3 separate regions of the Mus musculus genome follow, and regions 1 and 3 are each linked to region 2. A link is a contact called in public Hi-C and promoter capture Hi-C data. All regions are on one chromosome and are shown on one strand. The core of a region is the stretch at or near the end of the contact, and the rest is flanking DNA. Distances in the headings are between cores, read along the strand shown.

Region 1 (4,008 bases), core at 778-3,277, 400 kb before region 2:
GCCTTCGGTTTCTTTACATTTATCCATGCTATTTATTTGGGAATTGTTTTTACACACGCACACAGTGCACCTGTGGAAGCTGGTGACACCTCTCAGGCATCCTGTCTCCATCCACCAGGGATCAGGGGACCAGGCTTGGTAACACACATCTTTACTTGCTCAGGCATCTCCCTTGCTCTGCTTATTTGAGACACATTTCACTGAGTAGCCCAGCTTGGCCTTGAACTCACTGTATAGCTGAGACCACCCTTAAAATCCTTCTGATTTAGGCTCTAATATGCTACAACCATCAGCACGCACCATCAGCATGCACCATCAGCATGCACCATCAGCATGCACCATCAGCATGCACCATCAGCACGCACCATCACACTGGGCCTCAGGTTTTCAGTACATGAAGAAACTAGCTTATTGCTTTTTTTTTTTTAATGGAGGGCTCCCTTTCTTTCTTCTCCTTTTTGTTTTTAAGGATTATTTATGTATATGTATGTATATAAGTACACTGTAGCTGACTTCAGACATACCAGAAGAGGGCACCTGATCACTTTACAGATGGTTGTGAGCCACCATGTGGGTGCTGGGAGTTGAACTCAGGACCTCTGGAAGAACAGTCAGTGTTCCTAACCACTGAGCCATCTCTCCAGCCCCAGTTATTGCTTTTTGTTTTAAAGCCATTGTCTCAGTATGCATCCCCAGCAGGCCTGAAACTTGTTTCGTAGGCCAGGCTGATCTTGAATTCATAGAAGTTCCCCTGCCTTTGCCTCCCAGTTATTGGGCTTGAAGGGGTGTATATTCATGCCATGCAGTATATTAGTAACTTTTGTAATTCCTGATGCTGGAAGACAGAAAATTACTGGTTTTGCAGAATCTGGAATTTCTAGAGTTGAGCATCATGGCAGGGAGGAGAGTTCTCCGTTTCCATCAGGAGGCTTTGTATACAGGAGGGTTGAGGTGTCGGGATCTATCCAATCAGTTGGTGAAAGGTAGTTTTAAGTAATGTTTATTTTATTCAGTTATTTCCCTTTCCTGCTTTTTAATGACAGGGTATCACTATATAACTCAGGCTGCCTAGTCTGGTGTCAGTCATGAGCTCCTCCTGCCTCTGGAGGGCTGGGATTTCTAGACATGAGCCATTACACATGCCCGAGTCTTTTATTTTTACAAAGGGAACACACAGAGCTGTTTCTGGAGTTTTAAGTATTAGTAACTTTGAAGACCATGCTTTGCTATCTTAAGACAGTTTGGTAGGACCTGGGCACCGCTCAGAACAAAGCTCCTGCCCTCTGATTACTCTGTTGCCGTTCTTCTGATTACAGAGTCATCCTTCCTGTTCCTAAGGGCTGCTTGAGGAACAGGCAGTCTTCCGTTCCTCCTTCCTCTTCCTTCCCTTGCTCTTTGTCCTCCTCCTATTTCTCATCTTCTGAGCACCGTTGGAAGAGCTTGGTCCTGAACAAGGGAAGCACAGCACTGGGGAAGATAGCAGAAGCCCCCATGTTAAGGGTGTGTGTGCTAGTGGGAGATGGAATGTCGCAGACAAGGAACTCAGGACAGTGTGACGTAAACAGTGTACCAGTGGATCCAGGGTACAGAGGCAGTAATCAGCACCTGGCCCAGTACACACTGGGGGTTGTCAGCCTTGGCTGCACGTGAGACTCACTAGGAAGTTTTAGAGAACACTGGTGTTTGCAGAGCTTTAAATAGCCTGAGTTAGACTCCCAAGCTGCAGTATTATTTGGAAAAACTATTTTTTTAACTGTAGTTGAGATCTATTACTCTGTAATTTAAAAACTGAGTTTTTCCACTTTCATTTCATTGTAGAAATTTGTCATTTTTATATTGACTTCTAAGATCAAGCTTACATACTTTTTATTACTTTGAAAGTGACTTAAGCTGATAGAAAAGGTAGAAGAATAGTATGAAGTACCCCATCGCATTCTGAGTGATTTTGAGAGTAAAGTACAGCTGACAGGAACAGTCCCTGAGGGATGGTAGTGACTGACTACCACATGGCCGCTCCTTGATGTTACCTGCCCTCAGTGACAGTTTGAGTTTAACTTTTTCCGTCCGTTGTCACCCTGCTTACTCCAGGTGGCAGACATCTGAATTCCTTAGGACTTTTCTAACTGAGATACTCTTTGGTTTTGATTTCTTCAACTCATGCTATAGATTTAAACATTTATCAGCATAACTCAAATTTAACCACAGAAATTTTCATATTGTTTCTAAAGTTATCACAATCAAGATACTTTAAAAAATCAAATTCTCGAATTCATTTTAGTTATCCTATCCAGCTTTTGAAAGTATAGATAAGTTTGAGAAACTTAAATTGCCCAATAAAAATATCTAAAAAGATTAAGATTTTGTTTGTTTGGTTGGTTTTGGTTTTTCGAGACAGGGTTTCTCTGTGTAGCCCTGGCTGTTCCTGGAACTCACTTTGTAGACCAGGCTGGCCTCGAACTCAGAGATCCGCCTGCCTCTGCCTCCCAAGTGCTGGGATTAAAGGCATGAGCCACCATTGTCTGGCTAAAGAATAGGATTTTAAACAAATTAAAGACTTCCATCTAGGTTTAAAACATACCACTTTTCTTGTTTTACCTTGTGTCCACTTCAAGAGCAGGATGTACTTAAAGAGCCAGCCAAAAACTGGGTATGATGGTGCACACCTGTAATATGAGCACTCAGGGGCCATAGACAGGAGGATTGCTGCAAGTAAGGACAACCTATTGTCCACAGCCAGGTCTCAGCTAACTTCAGGCTGAGTGTTAGTACTCTGTTTCAGAATGATAAAACAGCAGCAACCCCGAGAACCCACAAAAGGGAGGTGGTAGCTGTTGCAGGCTCACTTGCAACTGCTCATTTCTACTCTGGTAGCAAAAATAGCTATAAACAAATGAGCATGGGCTGTGTGCCAGTAAACTTCATGAAAATAGAGAGTGGGCAGGATTTGGCATGTATACTGTAGTTTGCTGATCCCGGTTTCAGACTTCCTTTTCACAGTCTCTTGTTTGTCACAAGAGACAGTCATGTGCTTAGCTAAACATGCAAATAACTGTATTTGTGATTCTGGTGATGGGAATGAGTTAATGAGAGTATTTGACACGGAATGATCTATAAATCTAAATGGGTTCCAAGAGCTCATAGACCATATGTTTAATAACCATTCGAGAAATCCGTTGATTTCTAAAGATGTTTAATTTTCTAGACAAAAAAAAGAGAACATATTTTTTACATTTAAAAATAAAAGTCGTATTTGACTGTTACAAAGTGTTCTGCACATCAGATTACTGAGAACAATCCCATCTCAGTAGTAACGGTCACTACTGAGGAAAGGGTTTATACCCTGAGAGCGGAACGTATGCTAAGGGAGATTGCTGCTTCCCATGGGAGAGAGGGAGGGTGCTTCTCTGGGGAAGTTTAACTTGTTAGCCTAATGGTAGGAATTGGGTTATCTGTCTTTTCCTTGCATGGTAATATTGTGTCTGTTTCAGTGCCCCCCTCCTCCCTCCCTCCCTCTCTCTCTATCATCCATCCATCCATCCATCCATCCATCCATCCATCCATCCATCCATCCATCACTTGTTTGTTTGTAATACTAGGAATTGAGCCAGCACACACTAAGCAAGCTCTGCAGCAGAGTCACATCGCTAGTCCTTTTTCTTTTATTTTGATAGAAGGTTTAACTGAAATTCCCAAGATAGCTTCATGTTTGTCTTGGAAATCGCTGAGTTGTAGGATTGTTGTCATGCCCAGCTTGACTTTGCTTATTTGTTCTTGTTTTGAACATGACTTCAGAAATGCTTTGTGTTGTGCAGGATTGTTTGTTTATTTGGGTTTTTTTGTTTTTTGTTTTGTTTTGTTTTGTTTTGTTTTGTTTTGAGACAGGGTTTCTTTCCTGGCTATTCTGGAACTCACTTCATAGTTCTGGTTGGCCTAGAACTCAGACATCTGCCTGCATGCCTTCCAAGTGCTGGGATCAAAGGCATGCGCCTTCATTGCTTAGCTATTGTG
Region 2 (3,935 bases), core at 1,001-3,500:
CCTCCCACTTTTCCCCCCTCCCACTTATACCTCAGACATTTTTTTTTTTTCTCAGACCTGTTGATGATCCCTGGGATCTAAAAAGTAAAAGACCTGGGGTTTAAGTCTGTGTCGTATATTACAGGGTTGTGTTTGTAGCACCTCTGCTATTTGGAATAACAAGTAGTTGGAAAAGAAAAATTCTGCAGCTGCCCCCTGGAGAACTGGACTCTCACCCGCTACAATTTTCAGGAGTAAAATAAGATTTAAAGCATTCAGACATTTCCTTTTTGGTCCCAAAGAATTCTATACTGATCTATTTCATGTATGGAGTTAAAGAGGAGCCATACAGAGCTGAGACACAGTGAGGTACTAGAAGATTACTGTTATTTTTGACACAATGTCTTGTGCTACCCTGGAACTCATTACAGAACAGCAAATGCCCTCCAGCTTCTCCTGCTTCCCCTGCTTCTGCCTCCCAACATCAGGGCTTACAGGTTGCTGCTGGACAACCTGCCTTGCAAAGTTATTATTTTAATCTTTTCCATTTAATTTACACCAGTGTCAACACAATCCAATAGAAACACAGCAGATCAAGTTTGGTAAGTCGGTGTCTTCAAGTGGCAGAACTTAAAAACACTAAAAAACTGTACGTGCTTCAAAAACTAATACTAGTGTTTCATAAACAAAACAAAAACAAAAAAAACAAAAACGAATTCAAAGCCAGGCCAGGAGATAACCACGAGTAACTGGAAACCAGAGGATGAGACGCTCAGGGCCAGCCTATGGTACTTGAGATCTGTGGGTTTGTCTGGTTGGTTGGTTGGGTTTTGTTTCTGGATGGGAGAGCTAGCTGTAGCTCATGCTCCTGTTTGTTTCAACACCTGAGAGGCACAAACAGGATGCTTATCCTGAATCCGAGCCTGACCTGGGCTACACATGAAATTCCAGGCCAGGCAGTGTGAGCTGCAGTCTGAGATCCTGTCTCAAATAATTAACAAAGCAAAATAAAGCTCCAGAATGCAGCCCCCAGTGTCACATGACCACTGAAGGGTCAATGCCTTTCTTTATAAAATGAAGATGTGGGGCACGAGAGATGGCTCTGTAGTTAAAAGCACTGGTTGCTCTTGCAGAGGACCTGGGTTAGATTCCCAGCACAATCTGTAATGCCAGCTCCTAACACCCTCTTCTGACCTCCATGGATACAGGATGCATATATATATACACACACATACATATATACATACACACACATGTATATATGCAAAACATTCATGTACATAAAATAAATTTTAAAAATTAACATTACAGATTAGACCCTAGTCGATAATCCCATATGATTAGGACATACCAGATATAGTTGGCACACAAAAAACCAATTTTTCTTTTTTTCTTTTTTACTTATACTGCACTAAATTAGGAATAAGCACACAAAACAACAAAACCCACTCGGACCTGATAATTCTTAACACACACAGTATGCACTTTATTTCGTTGTGTTACAGGTCTGTCATTTAAGGGCACTGAGGAGGTCAGAAGATGTTATCTTCTATTTGCAGAAGAGATTCCGTAGGGCTTATTTTCTAATCTGTAAACAAACGGGGTGGGCAGGTACACCTGAATTATTTTTCCAACTCGATAATCCTTGTTATCATCCTACGATCATAGAAACAAAACAAACACACATTCCAACCGCCATGGCAATACGAATTTTCAGCCACAAAACTCTGTGGTGGAGTGTTGCGAATACGAATCTATTTTGAGACTCCAGAGGTACTTAATTAGCAAAGAAATGCCACTAAAAATAGCTGATAAATTTAACTGCTTGGTGACTTCCGTATTTTGAGTAGCACGGTGGCAATGATACCAAACAACGCGGCACGACGTTCTGGGGTCCTCTCCAGTCCTGAGCCACGGAGGCTGGAGGGGTCACGCACCCCGAAACCCCGTTTTGTGGCTTTGGGAGCGGGAGCGATGTGGGCAGCACGGCAGGCGGCTCGCCTGGGAGCCTGTGGGAGTGCTGCGTCGCCGGCCGTCATCCCCCTGCCTCCGCTCCCGCGCCGCCCCAGCGCCCGCCCCTTCCCCTTACCACGTAGCCCCCCCACACGTAGAGGAAGTGTCCGTCCACCACTGCGCAGTGGCCGCTGCGCTCCTCGGCCACGCAGAACGCCTGCGGGTCCGCCATCCGCCCTCCGGGGCCCAGCCAGCTCGGCGCCCGCTCGCACGCGCGAACGGAACGCGAGGAGGGTCCAGATTGGCGGAGGCGGAACCGAGGAACCTGCGCGTCTGCGCGGCCACCGCCCCGGACCGGGGCCTGGCCGCTCCCGGGAGCACCGGGCGCTGCGAAGACACTGCAAACCTCTCCCTGAAGCCTCTCTGCAGCCACTGTCTGGGCTTCTTAGGGCTCTATTAATCAAGAATGGTTTCTCATGAACTTACTTTATGTATGTGAGTGTTCTGCTTGTATGTATGTATGTATGTATGTATGTATGTATGTATGTATGTATGGTGTACATCCTGGACCTGGAATTATGGGCAATTGTGAAATGTGGCTGCTGGGAATCAAACCTGGGTCCACTGCAAGAACAAATGCTCTTAACCTCTGAGCCATCTCTCCAGCTCCATGGTGTTCATTTGGAAAGTGAGCTTTCTTTTTCTTCTTCTTCTCACAACTGTACAAAGTATTGGGTTTATGAACCCCAACTGGGCCAGCTTATTGACCTGAGCATCCTCCTGGCTGTGTGTGTGTGAGAGAGATCATTTTTTAACACGAGCAGTGCTCCAATGCCAGTTCTGCTTCAGCCTCGGTAATACATGGTTTCAAGACGCATATGAGGTTTTTTTGCTTTTGTAGGGCCTGGGTGTCCCTGGTTTTCTTCACGTGTACTTCCGTGCTAATCGCTGTAGAAGGTGTTGGTACCTGAGGCACTGAGTGTTCTATTATTTCTTCGTGGTGATATTATGTGGGAACACAGGCACAATTCCCCTTTTCTAAACACGAAAGGAAACATTATTGTCTTGCATCTTTCATTTCCCACTTGTATACATTTTCTCTGGGGAGAGGAGCGAACCTCAAGTCTTCCTTGAAGAACCAATGATTTTAATTACAGTTACATGAGCATAGCTATTCCACTGAATAAAATGTCTCTGCCTAGCAACTGTTAACTGCCTACAAAAGCTGGGGGTGGGAGCTTGAAACACCCCCCCCCCTTCCTTGCAACTGTTAACTGCCTTTAAAACCACGGAGGGCAGGGAGCCCCTCCCCCAACCCTAAATCGCGGTGATAATTCTACAACCCACCACCTCTTGCCATCTGCCCCTCCACCTTCCACGATGGTCCCTGAGGCTTGGGTAGGATGCCCCTCTAGGGCTGGACATTCAATAGCACTTTTAACCAGTTGTCTCTACAGTAACGACTGCCCATTTAAAAACAGAAACCTCATTGACCAAAGATGACAACTACACTAGTGGACGGGTATAAAGACAACTATTTAGAAGGCAATTTGACAGACACATAGAACTTAGCAAAAGAGCAGCAGCTTTCAAAAATCTATGGTCTTCCCCCAGCCATGGGCTTTTGACCGGGTTTACAGAACACGGCACCAATTCCCCTCTTGTGGAACGATCCACAAATCCAGTCAGAAAATAATTGGCTGTACCCATAATAGTTTCTTCCCCAGTGGGAACATCAGGCCTGATGTGTTGATACTGTAGACTTCAGGATCCCCAGCAAGGTGGGGGCGTTGGTTACAGCTCTTCCCCAGCATAGTCCTTCCCAGCACGGTGAAAGCTGGCCAGGAGTAAGGACCAGATCAATCCTTCTGATTTTCCATGTTCTTCCGCAAAGACATGTAGTATGTAGTGTCTTTGGCAGTAGAGACTTGCCGTCTGTATTAATCTGGTCTCTAGCATAACAGAATTTATAGAATGCATCTCTATATATTGAAAGGGGATTT
Region 3 (3,908 bases), core at 405-2,904, 480 kb before region 2:
CCCCTGTGAGTGGCTATCTGGAGGCATGGACATTTAAAGCTCTCTCTTAGTCTAGTGATTAAGGAAAGGTTGAGCCAGGAAGTCTGCATGGGACTGACCTAGGCACATATGTTATACTTGTGTAGCTTGGTTTTCTTTTTTTTTTTTTTTTGTTTTTTTTTTTTTTAAGATTTATTTATTTATTTATTTATTTATTATATGTAAGTACACTGTAGCTGTCTTCAGACACTCCAGAAGAGGGGAGTCAGATCTCGTTATGGATGGTTGTGAGCCACCATGTGGTTGCTGGGATTTGAACTCAGGACCTTCGGAAGAGCAGTCGGGTGCTCTTACCCACTGAGCCATCTCACCAGCCCGTAGCTTGGTTTTCAAGTGGGATAAGCAGGAGCCCGCCTTTGGGACCCTTTTCTCCTACTGGGCTGCCCTGTCTAGCTTCAAGAGGAGAGAATGTGTCTAGTCTTATGCAACGTCACATACAGTGGCTGGTTGATATCCATAGGAGGCTGCCCCTTTTCCTAAGTGGGTGGGTGGGGGTGGGGTCGATAGTGAGAAGAAGGCTACAGCGCTTTGGATGCCTGCTTTTAAAAATTTGGCAAGAATTTGAGGTTGGGCCAGGACTGGGAAGTAGGCTCAAGATGAACACAGCTGAGGACAGAGTTATTTTGTATTTTGATGGGTCTTGATAAGACTCTGAATACAACTATCATGGCACCTTTGTTTAGGCTTTGTTCCTTAACTCTGTTTATGACTTAGGACTGACCTTATTCTTTGCATGTACTTAGAATTGTATAAAAGCAGACTGACTGGAGGAAAAATAACCTTGCTTCAACCTCAGAACGGGCTAGGGTTATGTTAATAGTACTGTCTAATTGTCTTTTTCTTTTCAATTTTTTCATCCCTCCCTGGAGAACCTGTTGACTGAGCTGGCTTAGTCAGGAAGGCCTGAGAGAAGGAAGGGGAAGCTGGGGCAGAGATGTAAATTAATAAAGAAAAGTTTGGGGCTAGAGAGATGGCTCTATGGTTAAGACTGTTAACTGGTCTTACCTGAGGGCCTAGATTCCCAGCACCCACATGGCAGCTCAGAATTTCCAGTTCCAGGCGATCCTGTACTCCCCTTTCTGGTCTCACAAACTCCTGCACATACCTGTTGCAATAAGCTCGCATAGGCACATATACAAGTCAATAATAGAAACCAAAAAAACAACACTAAATGACGACAGAGACCGAGCCGTCTACTTTCATCCAGCGCCTAGCTCAGCGCCCGATATTTACAAGCTGAGTCAGTGGTTGAATGAACAACCAACCAGGAGCCCCATGAAGGGCCCAGAAACCTGCGGGCAATCAGCAGGGTAGTGACAGGGAGCGGCAGGAGGTGGCTTAGTCCCCAGCTCCCGGGCCACAGCGTCGCCAACCGACCAGGAGGCGTGGCCGAAGGAGAGGCCGCAGGAGCCAGGGGTCACCCCGACATGCCCAGCCTTCTCTGGCGGAACAGCGCCGGCGTCCAGTCAAGCCTGTGCGGGCGGAGGTCCCGGAGAGTGGAACCACCACCCGGTCCCCGCCTTCGCCCTAGCTCCTCTTACTCACGGCGTGCTGCGTCCCTGCGCCTGGCCGGCCCTTCGCCCTCGGTCTTTTCCTTCCACGGCGCTCGCTCATTGGCCAGCGGAGACCACGCCCACGTCAGGCAAACGCGCGTGTTTCATTGGCTCTCGTCTGGGGGCGGGGCTGGAGAGCGGCGCGCTTCACCCTTAGAGTCCGTTCAGGTTGCGGGTGCTGGGGTGGAGGGAGGGGAGGTGGCGCAGGCCATGTGGCCGACCCTGCGCTACGTAGGCGGTGTCTGCGGACTGGCCCGGTACTGCGTGGCTGGGGGCTTCCTCCGCGCAAGTGGACCGGCGTCCGGGGTGCCCGGGCTACTGTGCGGGGGTGGCCGCAGAAGCTCCAGCACCAGGTAAGTGAGAGGCGGCGGCCTGCACTTGCTGTTCCGCTCAGGGATCTCCAACTGAACCTGTCTGTGTCCCCCGACTCGATGTCTCTGTCCCCGGCGAGGAAGTCCTGATTCTGTGGTCCAGCCTCGAATCCCAGGAGCTGCTGACCCGCAGGGTTCGTCCACTGCGTTTGTGCGCCATAGGAAAGGCAGTGTTGAGTTGAGGTCCGGAGCTAATCTGGCTCCGAATACACAACTCCTCTCCATTTCTTAACCACTCTAAAGGGTGACTGGTGACTAGGATCCTAGTCTGGCCCCTAGGTGGTCACTTTGAAGATTAAAAGACCTAGCACACTGCCAATAAGTATGCAGCTTCTTAACTATCATCCCCTGTGTTGCTTGGAAAATCCAGAACTTGGCTTCTGTGGGTCAGTTCCTTGCACACACTAGAGTTGTCCTCACTAGAAGCAACTCAGTTGCCTACTGTGAGCTGCCTAGGAAAGCTGGCAAATACAGTGTTCGGTGTGAAAGCTTTAAGGGCGGGGTGGAGGGGTGGGGGTGGGGGAGCTTTTGATTGTTTGAGACAAGGTAGACCATGCGAATGGATTTAGTGGCAGACCGAGGTGTGGCACGACCCTGGAGAGGGGCAGTGTTTTTGTTTAAGACGCGTTTAAAGCATGTTAAACGGTACTGGTTTGTTTTCCTTTGGCTGTCCTATGACTCCGGTGTAGATCAGGCTGGCCTCTAATGCCTCAAGCTATCAACCTGCCACTCCTTTCCTAGTGCAGGAATTAAAGGCACGTGCCACCCAACCTGCGCCACCTTAACTTTTGAGACTGGATCTCTCCCAATTTCTCTCCCTCTCCCTGTCCCCCTCCCTTTTTCCCTCCCCCTCCGTGTGTGTGTGTGTGTGTGTGTGTGTGTGTGTGTGTTTCTATCTGTCACTTGCTTTTTCCACATGGGGTCTCTCTTTGTATCCTGGCTATCTTGTTGACCAGGCTGTCCTTGAACTCAGAGATCTTCAGTGTCTGCAGGGATTAAAGGTGTTTGCCTCCACTGCCTCGGGGCAGGAGAGGGATGGGGTGGGGGATAGGGTCTCTTGAGGTGATTGGTTGGTTGCTCAGTAAGCACGAGGGATCTGCCTGTCTCCCTGCCCCTGATCCCAAGGTTACATGGGTTGAACAAGGAATGCCCTTACATAAAGGTGCTTTGGGTACAAACTCAAGTCCTCACTTGTATGGCAAGCACTTTGCCAATTAACCATTTTCTTATCCCAGTTTTTAAAATACTGATTATTTTGAAACAATTGTAGACCTATAGAAAGTTGCAAAAATTATAGAATGGTTTTATGTCACCTTCCTCCTGTCCCACCATTTGCCTTGGTGTTAATGTTGATACAATGCACACATTCAGGTTTTACCAAATTTATGTGCATTCTGTGTTCTGTGTATAGCTCTATACAGTTTAATCATATTTTGTGTAATCTCAGTTTGGGCATAGAAATGCTCTATTGTGGGCCTGGACACGGGTGCCCTCTAAGGTGTCAGGGCCCGGTTATTAGTGAGCTTTTGAGGATCACCAAAGACGAGCCCTGACAGCTGCCCACAGCTCTGCCAGACACTGGGCTATAGCAGCTGCCCTGGTAGCAACATGAATGAACAGTATCTGCCAAGTGCTGGCTTTCTAATAGTCAGCAGTGATACCAGCCAAAAAGTAAGGTTTAGGGACTTTCCTGGATCCTGTAACTGTGGACTAGGTCTTTGCTGGATTTGGTCTGTGTTCCCATTTTGGCAGGTTTGGGGGCCTCCATGCTAGGTTCTAAGCTTAGGATGGTGCCTATAACATGATTGGTTGTGCTAAGGTCTATGGGCCTCTGAAAGCATCTCTGGAGAGAAAACCTTGACCATAACCTATCCTCCCATAACCTATCCTCAGGTAGAGGCATCTATCTGCTGGTTGTCTCATGTAGGAGGCCTCCACCCTCACC

What was found. Hi-C and Micro-C count contacts between places; a contact is called where the count stands out from the background. Capture Hi-C pulls out chosen DNA fragments and counts their contacts.
Region 1: a contact with region 2 is called in a Hi-C map of bone marrow-derived macrophages, with 16 read pairs. The contact joins the enhancer-like site here to the promoter of Klhdc1 in region 2. A contact is called at or near these places in 1 of 39 promoter capture datasets (neural stem cells), 1 of 484 Hi-C or Micro-C datasets (bone marrow-derived macrophages), 2 of 115 datasets of contacts at active chromatin or transcription factors (large pre-B cells and pro-B cells) and 2 of 9 other capture datasets (adipose tissue and liver).
Region 3: a contact with region 2 is called in a promoter capture Hi-C map of adipose tissue. The contact joins the promoter of Dmac2l here to the promoter of Klhdc1 in region 2. A contact is called at or near these places in 5 of 39 promoter capture datasets (the HPC-7 cell line, embryonic stem cells, hematopoietic stem and progenitor cells and 2 more), 1 of 484 Hi-C or Micro-C datasets (bone marrow-derived macrophages), 5 of 115 datasets of contacts at active chromatin or transcription factors (bone marrow-derived macrophages, embryonic stem cells, memory CD8 T cells and 2 more) and 4 of 9 other capture datasets (adipose tissue, embryonic stem cells, liver and 1 more).

What each region holds. Positions count from the first base shown.
Region 1 is chr12:69,644,005-69,648,012 of GRCm38.p6, reverse strand. The region is part of intron 4 of Sos2 (SOS Ras/Rho guanine nucleotide exchange factor 2); the gene reads left to right. Among named protein-coding and RNA genes, the nearest start is that of Gm31679, 21 kb to the right of the region's middle. Within about 2 kb of position 2,027, at least 28 of the 459 cell types and tissues checked have an H3K27ac peak or open chromatin away from gene starts, as enhancers often do. A contact at or near this core is called in bone marrow-derived macrophages and neural stem cells, where this site is marked.
Region 2 is chr12:69,240,147-69,244,081 of GRCm38.p6, reverse strand. It overlaps Klhdc1 (kelch domain containing 1), which reads right to left and starts at 2,250. Exons shown (of 13, transcript NM_178253.5): 1 at 2,069-2,250. The coding sequence starts at 2,164.
Region 3 is chr12:69,722,691-69,726,598 of GRCm38.p6, reverse strand. It overlaps Dmac2l (distal membrane arm assembly complex 2 like), which reads right to left and starts at 1,654. Exons shown (of 5, transcript NM_026536.2): 1 at 1,585-1,654. It overlaps L2hgdh (L-2-hydroxyglutarate dehydrogenase), which reads left to right and starts at 1,725. Exons shown (of 10, transcript NM_145443.2): 1 at 1,725-1,945. The coding sequence starts at 1,803.